Regions from separate parts of the Danio rerio genome. Here region 1 is linked to region 2. Evidence: chromatin contacts called from public Micro-C data. All regions are on one chromosome and are shown on one strand. The core of a region is the stretch at or near the end of the contact, and the rest is flanking DNA. Distances in the headings are between cores, read along the strand shown. Region 1 holds the start of itpkca (inositol-trisphosphate 3-kinase Ca). Region 2 holds the start of eif4ebp1 (eukaryotic translation initiation factor 4E binding protein 1).

Region 1 (4,313 bases), core at 1,752-4,251, 250 kb after region 2:
TACCAAGGTATTACCGTGCCGTAAAATTCTGATACCGTTACATCCCTAATATATATATATATATATATATATATATATATATATATATATATATATATATATATATATATATATATATATATATATATATATAAATTATTTTTTTATTACAATTAGATTTCTAATTTGAATGTTTTCTTATGAGAACATAAGAACATTATCGTCTAGCGCTGTTTTCAAAACTGACAGTGATAAGAGATCTTAAAGATGTACATTTTATGTGACCCCAAAAATATAAAAATGATCAAAAAATTTGCAAAATTCTTCTTTTCAACATAAATTGTAAAATATTTTATTAGATTTATTATAGAAAGCTTGATGTCACACTGAAGATTGAATGTGAAAAAGCTTTTTTTATTTCCTTCAGTACTTTTTTGGACTATAATTTTTAATAAGCAAGCGAAACCATTATAATCTTGTCCAATAGTGATATTTTTCTGCATTTACTTATTTTTGCAGAGGAAGGAAACTGATGTATAATGGTCCAGCTGTGGTGAGTAACATATGAATCATTATGTTGTTTAGGTCTAAATGCGTGTAAAGATTAAGTCTCCAGTAATGGTATTTTCTTTTCTAGTCCAGAGGAAGGCACATTAACAAAAAACCAATGTGTAGCACCCCGGCACAAAGAATGAGAGCAGGAGGTAGCACATCATTTCACATTGAATTGTTTATGCATCTAACAATTAGAATAGTAACTAATAGAATGTAAGTGTTAACTAAGTATATTCTTCTTATTTAGACACATCTATGGATACTGGTGCTGACCTCTCAGAGATTGACGCTCGACTTCAGGCCCTGCAGGACTACATGCGGGACCTCGACACAGGACACTAACTAATCCCTATGGATTGAGATGCTGATCTAGGCATTTTGCACAAAAACTGAGACTGAAAAAAACAGACAATCAATTCTTTAAAACACTGTGTACAGATGCGTCTGTAGTCATTTTACTATTGAAACTCGAATGCTGTTTGTTTTCTCTATCCCTAATGTAACTTTGGGCTTGGCTCAAAATGCTGTTACACTGGCTTTATGAAGGGGCTTTTTAAGACTGTTGCCATATCAGACTTGAAGAAAACCAGAAGTGTCCAAAAAGTATGACCTCAGGATATATGTTTTGGTTTGTTTTTTTTAAAAGGCATTCCTGTGTATGTTTTATGAATTAGTGTTTTTTTGACCATTGTTGTTTTGTTTTTTAACATGATTAGTGTGTATGTTTTATGTCTGTTTTAGATGCTTTCAATTTTTGTGATTCTTAAAAACAAAACTTTTTATATCAAATAATTTTGCAGTTTATGTCTATTCTTGACACACTTTGGAATTATATAATGCAACAGATATTTTGCCTGAAATTTGGCCATTTAATTGTTATTTTTTCATTTCCACTAAGGTCTCAAATTGGTAATGCGAGCTCACTAAATTTAGTTTTTTACAAAAATCTAAACATTAGATTTTTTTTAGATGTGAAAATATGGGCAGCACTTTTAAACTTTTGTTGGTATAAAAATACAATGTTTGTCTTTGGATTAACATCTGCTATAAGGTACAGTCCATTTAACTAATAAAGTATTTATGGTACTAAAGTGTGGTGCCATAAAATCACCTTAAATTATTTTTTAATAAAAAATCATTTGAACTACAAGTATGATCATTTTATTGAAAAAAAAAAAAAAGATTTCCAAAATGTGAGTCATTAGTCCTTTTCACACAGTGATAACGGTAAATATCCGGAAAAATTCTGGAACGACTTTTCTGGTAAATTCATAAAAAAGCTGTTCACACAGGCACGGACGTTCTGTAATTTTTTCAGAAAAGACCATTAACATATCCATTCTAAAACACCAGAAAATTCTGGTATCATTAACCACAAATGACCTCTAAAATGGCTGCGGTTAGATTTGTAAACATAGAAGCGGTCTGCCTTTTCTTGATGGTTTGACTTTTATTTAAAGCTTTAGCATTTCTGCAGCTGCTTTCTGAGACATCTAAAGGCAGAAGCGTGCGCCGCAGCTAAATGTTTACACACTTGACCACATAACAAATTCTGTAGATGGGTAAGTATTGTGAACAACTTCGATGAAAACATGGAGGAACACTTTCACATGTCGAGATGTATGTAATATGTGTGTGTGCTGGTGCTCACTGGCTCCTTCATGTGCACATGTGTCGAGCAACTGAAGCAGAGCTTGAAGGTAAACAAACAGCAGTTTATCATGAGCATTTTATCAATAATTTTTTACAAAGTTGGCATTAAGAAGGAACATAGAAACGCTATCTGGCTAACATCTAGCAGTTAAATGTGTCTGGAAAAACATTCAAAAGCTTTTATTTCCATAGATGTTAATGCGTCTGGCTTAAGTAGGCATCTCACATCAGCGGGTTCTAGATTTGAACTCGCTCTCTGACAATCTTCTGCATTCACACAGTGCAGCATTCTGTCAAATTACCAGTAATGTTACAACTTCTCTTTCCCTACAGGTATTTTCAAAAAGGGCCTGTTCATACACGCAGACCTTTGTGGAAAATTCCCAGTAATCAGGTCTGTATGTGTTAAAGGGGCTATAGATTAACGTCAATTTGAGCGGCCTTAAAACATACAGGCAGGTATGTAAGTTTGCCTGCATTATTTTTTTTTTTATTACTCTCAAAGAGGTATACAATGTACTACTGAAGAAAAAAAGTGACCTACATTTTAGATAGCCCAATTCCCCATCCACACTACGAGCGACAATCAGAGACAAGCGACCACTAACACTACCCGACTTCAATTTCCCCTCAGGGCGACAAGCAGCTTCAAAGTTGCTGCTAGTGTGAATGCACTGCGGTCATTATTAATTTCTGTGTGAACTGTCCCTACGTCGTCTACCACCGGTTAGGTGGCGCTGTAAATCTGATTCTCATGTGACCTCTTCATGTTTGGCTCTGTTGCTTTAAAGAAAGGTGGGCGGGGTAAAACTGCAGTCTGTTCACGCGACGCTTTAACAGCGTTCAGCAAATAACACATTTTCCAATATCGCTGATAGACACATGAGCGTTTTAGTTCTTTAATACCTGCGGAATCTTTACTTTTTCACGTGATTGTATTCATACATGTACAGAATGCATTTAAAGCCCCTGAAGCGTTAAAACACTGGCCCAATATTGCTTTATTTTTGCATCCAAGCGAGGCGTCGCACACAAGGAGCGGCGGCGGTGCCCAGCGCGAGCCGGTTACGCGCCCTAATCTGGATAAACCCATCAACAACCTCAATGATCTAGTAGATCAGAAGCCGCGTGATGACCAAAACGCCCGATACCCCTGCCCCCTGCGTGGGTATGGGTGAAACCCAGCACAGCCACCCAGAAGAGCTGCTCTCCAGGCGCGCTCGCGTCGCTGTCCCCGAGCTGGTTGTGACCTGCGAGTGCGAGCAGAGCCCCCGGGGACCTTGCTCCTGTTCCCATCGCAACCCCGACGAGGAGTCCATCTGCTCGGACAGCGGACTCAGCGGCTCCCCCGCCTCGTCCCTGGCGCTCAGAAAACTCTCCAACTCGTCCTCAAGCGGCCTCTCGCCGGCTTCATCTTTTGAGGAATGCGAAGAGGATTTGCTGGGATACGTTGACTTTAACGTTAATCAGTCTCCAGGCGAAGCGCTCACGGTAAGAGTCTGTTTTACAGTTCAGGGATCAGTTCAGGACTTCAGGTTTACCCATGCGGAATTTTTTATATGTAAAAATATATGTAAACTGCCGTCTTATAGAATATTTTGAAATATTGCATATGATATATTTTATGTGGAGACCAAACATGAACTTGCAAGACATATGTAATTTGCATATCGCCTATTGCTCTGTTTCAGATTTCTTGGTTAACTTACAAAGTAAGATATTAAACATGTACTGCAAACGGTGAAAATTAAAGGGTGAAGTATTGCTTTTGGGGAATTGTATCTTCCCTTACAGAAGTGAACCATGGTTTAATAGTAAAAATCTGGATGATTGACCATTTGTTTATAACAGATAACTTACGCATACCATACGTTGCTAATGGTTGATTTGTGGTTCTAATGGTTTGACTACAAACACGTTTTGTGGTTAATTTTCTTAAAACCTGAGTATACATAGGTCTATTATATAATAATTTCATGTTTTCTCGTTGATTTATCCTATAAAAATAGCATTTACTTTTATCCTATCAATAATTCTCACTCAAGTTAAATTTTATGTAAAGAGTCAGTGGACTTTATGTGGTGTGTAAACACTGATAACGCTGTTAGAACAGTAGTTGACCTAAA
Region 2 (4,427 bases), core at 259-2,758:
TGTCTTTCCCTGATTTGATTGTTGGCAATTGGATGGTTGTCAGCCTGACTGGGTAGCTTTACCTGAACAGAGAAAAATGAAGACTTGTTTAAAATGATTTAAGACATAAAACTCAATATTTCAGTGAATTAAGGAGTTTTTAAGCTTTGTTTTTGACCTTTAAGACTTTTTAAAACTTTTTAAGACTCCGCGGATACCCTGTGTTCATATATGCATATACATGTGTATAAACACACATACATGTATGTGTACACAATACATATGCACGTTGACGTCTGCATACATAACATTTCATCTAAATAGTGGAGAATATACAGTACAAATTGGCATAAATAATACTGAATCACTATGCCAGAATTTCCAAAAATTTACTTGAAGGTCGATCAAGGCCATTATGGATGGTTTAATCTAAATTTCAATGTCATAATTCAATAGTTTACATTTTTAAAATGCTAAACTGCCCCTTTCACACCCTTAAACATTTCAAAACAGTGGCGACGCAAAATAAACATTTTAAGTTCTTAAGAGAAGCTTTCAGTCAGCAGTCTTTAAACCTAATGCAAATAAATGATTTAGAGTATTTTTGTGGAACGTAAAGGTCCCCCGTGGAACAGTAAGTGCCAAAAACATATATATTATTTTAGAGCCTAACCTCTCCAATGGAAACATACACATTTTAAATATACCATGTTAACCAATACATGTTTACGTTCATAATTTTGCATTGTAATTTCTGCAATTGTAAGAAGCCCAGTTTTGCGAGAATGTCATAGTCTGCCGTCATGTCAATAAATCAATGCTGTTCTGGTCCTATTGATAACGTTCAAGCGTTTACTATCGGTTGACGAGCAGTTAAAACACAAACAATACGAGACGAGCAGGCTGAAGCGTCATGAGCACGCGCACCGCAGTCTGTCAAGCACAAAGACAATGCTCGCGGTGCACGAGCTCTGGGATGCATCGCTATGTCGCGGTCAAAACAAAAACAATGCTCGCTCTTGCGACAGCTGCGAATGCGCCCGAACGATTCATCAGCAAGCCCGTGACATTTACCTCCAGGAGTCGTGCTAAAAAGGGTCCCCCCGGGTGTTGTCGAGTAATCATGAGGCAGATGGGCCGCATCGTTGAGTATGACTCGTCTGGTGGTTGGAATTGCCTGACTGGTGGTCTTCTGACTGCCCATGGACATTTTCAACACTATTGCAAGCACAAACTCAGCCAGCTGCCTTGATCAAATAGTGTCTTTGCACCTTGAAGCAGAAGAACAAAACAATTCAGCTCTAATTTTCAGCAGGTAAATGTATTCTGTTGTCAGCGGTTCAGTATCAAGTTACTTTTGTAGAATTGTTTACCTTGTCCGTTTGTGGCAAACGTGACTACATACAAAAATAAATAATACTAAATATTTGAGCCTGTATGGCACTTCATTCACTCATTCACACTCGCAAACTAGCTAAAAATGCTAGGCTTCTCCGCGACCACGTTTTCTTTCTCACTCCTCATGCACACACACCACGCACTCAACAAAACACGAGCAGGAAAGAGCTATTTAAAAAGGAGACCTCGGCCACCGGTGCCCCCTCCGGCGAGCAACGGAACTGCAAGACACAGATGGGAAATGTAGTTTTTTCCCGATGTTTACACGAGTTGTTACCGCTGCACTGATTCATCATTTAATAATGAATCACATATTAATATCTACAGTATTTTTTCTTTTTCTCTTTTAAACTGGTCTGCCTTTATTTATCTCCCAAATTGTTTAATGTTTCATCCTAAAGCATAATAGATATTTAATGAAAAAATGGCAAATTACATCTACTAAAACATATAAAAATGTAATTTTTATGAAATGTAATTATAATGATAAAAACGTAAACATATTTTAGATACCACAATTCTCAGTTTCTCTCAGTGTACTGGACTCATTAGGTAAAGCTTTGAATAAAATGTATGTTATTATTTGTTTTATTCTGTAAAGATCCGATAATTAAAAAAAAAAAAAAATTATTTATAGTTTTTTTCTAAGTTGGTTAAAATTACAAATGCTTTAATTTGTCATGACTTGTAATTAGGATTATACAAACAAATGCGGATTTCTTAACTCTTCTGAAGATACAAATTTGTGTTGTGGTGTTTAAAATTATGGCACCTTTTTTGCCATAAAACAATGCTCTAAATGCCAAGATGTTTATTTTGAATTTGGAAGAAATGTCATCAGTAGTTTACAGAATAATGCAAAAATTACATTTGACTTCAGTGCACTATACACTCACCGGCCACTTTATTAGGTACACCTGTCCAACTGATTGTTAACGCAAAACTATAATCAGCCAATCACAAGGCAGCAACTTAATGCAATTGGGCATGTAGAGATGGTCAAGGTGATCTGCTGTTCAAACCGAGCATCAGAATGAAGAAGAAAGGTGATTTAAGTGACTCTGAACATGGAATAGTTGTTGGTGCCAGGCTGGTCTGAGTATTTCAGAAACTGCTGATCTACTGGGATTTTCACGCACAGCCATCTCTAGGGTTTACAGAGGATGGTCTGAAAATAAGAAAATATCCAGTGAGCGGCAGAAGTGCAAATGCCTTGTTGATGCTAGAGGTCAGAGGAGAATGGCCAGACTCTTGAGCTGATAGAAATGCAAGAGTAACTGAAATAAGCGCTCAATACAAATGAAGTGTGCAGAAGACCATCTCTGAACGAACAACACCTCCAACCTTGAAGCGGATGGGCTACAGCAGCAGAAGACAACACCAAGTGCCACTCCTGTCAGCTAAGAACAGGAAACTGAGGCTACGATTCCCACAGGCTCACCAAAATTGGACGATAGAAGATTGGAAAAACGTTGCCTGGCCTGATGAGTTTTTGTTTCTGCTGCAACATTCAGATGGTAGGGTCAGAATTTGGCGTCAACATGAAAGCATGGATCCATCCTGCCTTGTAGCAGTGCCACGAAGCATTAAGGGAGTTCTGAAGGCAAAAGTGGGTCTAACCCGGTACTAATAAGGTGTGCGTATTAAAGTGGCCAGTGAGTGTAAATCATAAATACGAAAAACGGAGAATCATCATGTGGTGTCTCAATATTTACATAAACGCATATATATTTCAGCTGCGGTGAATATTCAGCAGTAGGAGCGCGAAATGATCTTAAAGCAATTCTGTAATGCCCATTCATTCCCTCTGAAGTCAATGCTAGATTTATAAATGCATAAATCGCACATTTTCTTACACACGCACACAGTGTCACAATATGTCACATCTTTCTTTATTAACTTTTGTAAATGGTCTGAGCTGGTGTGCAGGGTAAATGGTCTATACATATCTTCATATCAGAATGAATCTGAATAAAAGGCTTGTATACATATTCAATGTCCGTGTTTCCTTTTTCCGTTACAATAAAAAACAAAAGAAACGAAAACATGTTGAAATAGCTACAAAGCCTTTACATTCCCCATGACATGGGTATGTTCGTATTACTGGAATCTAACTAATATACTTAAAGTACATCCATAACAACTCTAATAAGGGTGCATAGCATTCTAATTAAATATAGTTTGTCATATATTTATACATATATTCTTTATTAAAAACATCTTTTTTTTCTGTGCATGTGCGCAGTTGCATTCCTTAGTACAGAGTAATATGATATTGCGTTTATATTGTCATTAATCCATTCTAAAGGAGTATAGGTGAAGTCTAGATTTTTGCAACAGTTAAACATTGTACATAAACTCTTCTTTTAATACATAATGATTGCAATGTTAAACCGTTTCGATCCTTTAACCAAACAATAATAATACAAATAAATAAATCTCTTCCTTTCCCCCTTTGTTTTCAGGAAATGTGTGTCTTATTCAACAATTACAGCAGCGATAATATATCGAACATGTATCCATGGCATGTTCTTCATGCTGAGGTCACTTCCCTTCCCCACTTCCCAACACCCCGACGTTCCTTAAGCCCAAAGTATACTTCACTTTTTACAGGTACACTACAGTATGCATAGTGTGTTGTGAAGCACGTTTCATTATGGGCAAAGAATGCATGTATGGTATTTTGGAAACAACATACTCCCAGCTCACTTATGCATTTTGAATAGTTGTTGTACTACTTAGATTGTCCACTAGGTGTCAAAACTGGTGAGGGGACAAAATACTGTAAATGGCAAAAACAACAGATGCCCAGGTATATTAATGCATTCGTGAGGTAAACAAAATATATCCGCAACTCTAAAGATGTACAAAGGAAATCTCATCGGGCAACATTTTGAAAGAACAAAAACAGACACTGGATAAAGATGAGTAATTTGGTCCGATCCCAAATGGCACTAAAAAGTCAACTATTTAGGTCTTTCTAGAGCGCATTTATCAAGTCTCTGTGAACACACATAATCAATTGATGTATACTTTGGCCCAAACTCAAA

The links. A called contact is a pair of places that touch in the nucleus more often than the background predicts.
Region 1: a contact with region 2 is called in a Micro-C map of caudal fin, with 4 times the contacts expected there. The contact joins the promoter of itpkca here to the promoter of eif4ebp1 in region 2. A contact is called at or near these places in 2 of 18 Hi-C or Micro-C datasets (caudal fin and an unstated tissue).

The regions. Positions count from the first base shown.
Region 1 is chr21:22,733,516-22,737,828 of GRCz12tu, forward strand. It overlaps itpkca (inositol-trisphosphate 3-kinase Ca), which reads left to right and starts at 3,002. Exons shown (of 7, transcript XM_681366.11): 1 at 3,002-3,678. The coding sequence starts at 3,319. ccdc61 (coiled-coil domain containing 61) reads left to right here. Exons shown (of 13, transcript NM_001077166.1): 11 at 499-532; 12 at 617-683; 13 at 782-1,684. The coding sequence ends at 876.
Region 2 is chr21:22,486,864-22,491,290 of GRCz12tu, forward strand. It overlaps eif4ebp1 (eukaryotic translation initiation factor 4E binding protein 1), which reads right to left and starts at 1,509. Exons shown (of 4, transcript NM_199645.1): 1 at 1,353-1,509; 2 at 1,054-1,250. The coding sequence starts at 1,189. ank1b (ankyrin 1, erythrocytic b) reads right to left here. Exons shown (of 42, transcript XM_073935275.1): 42 at 3,248-4,427.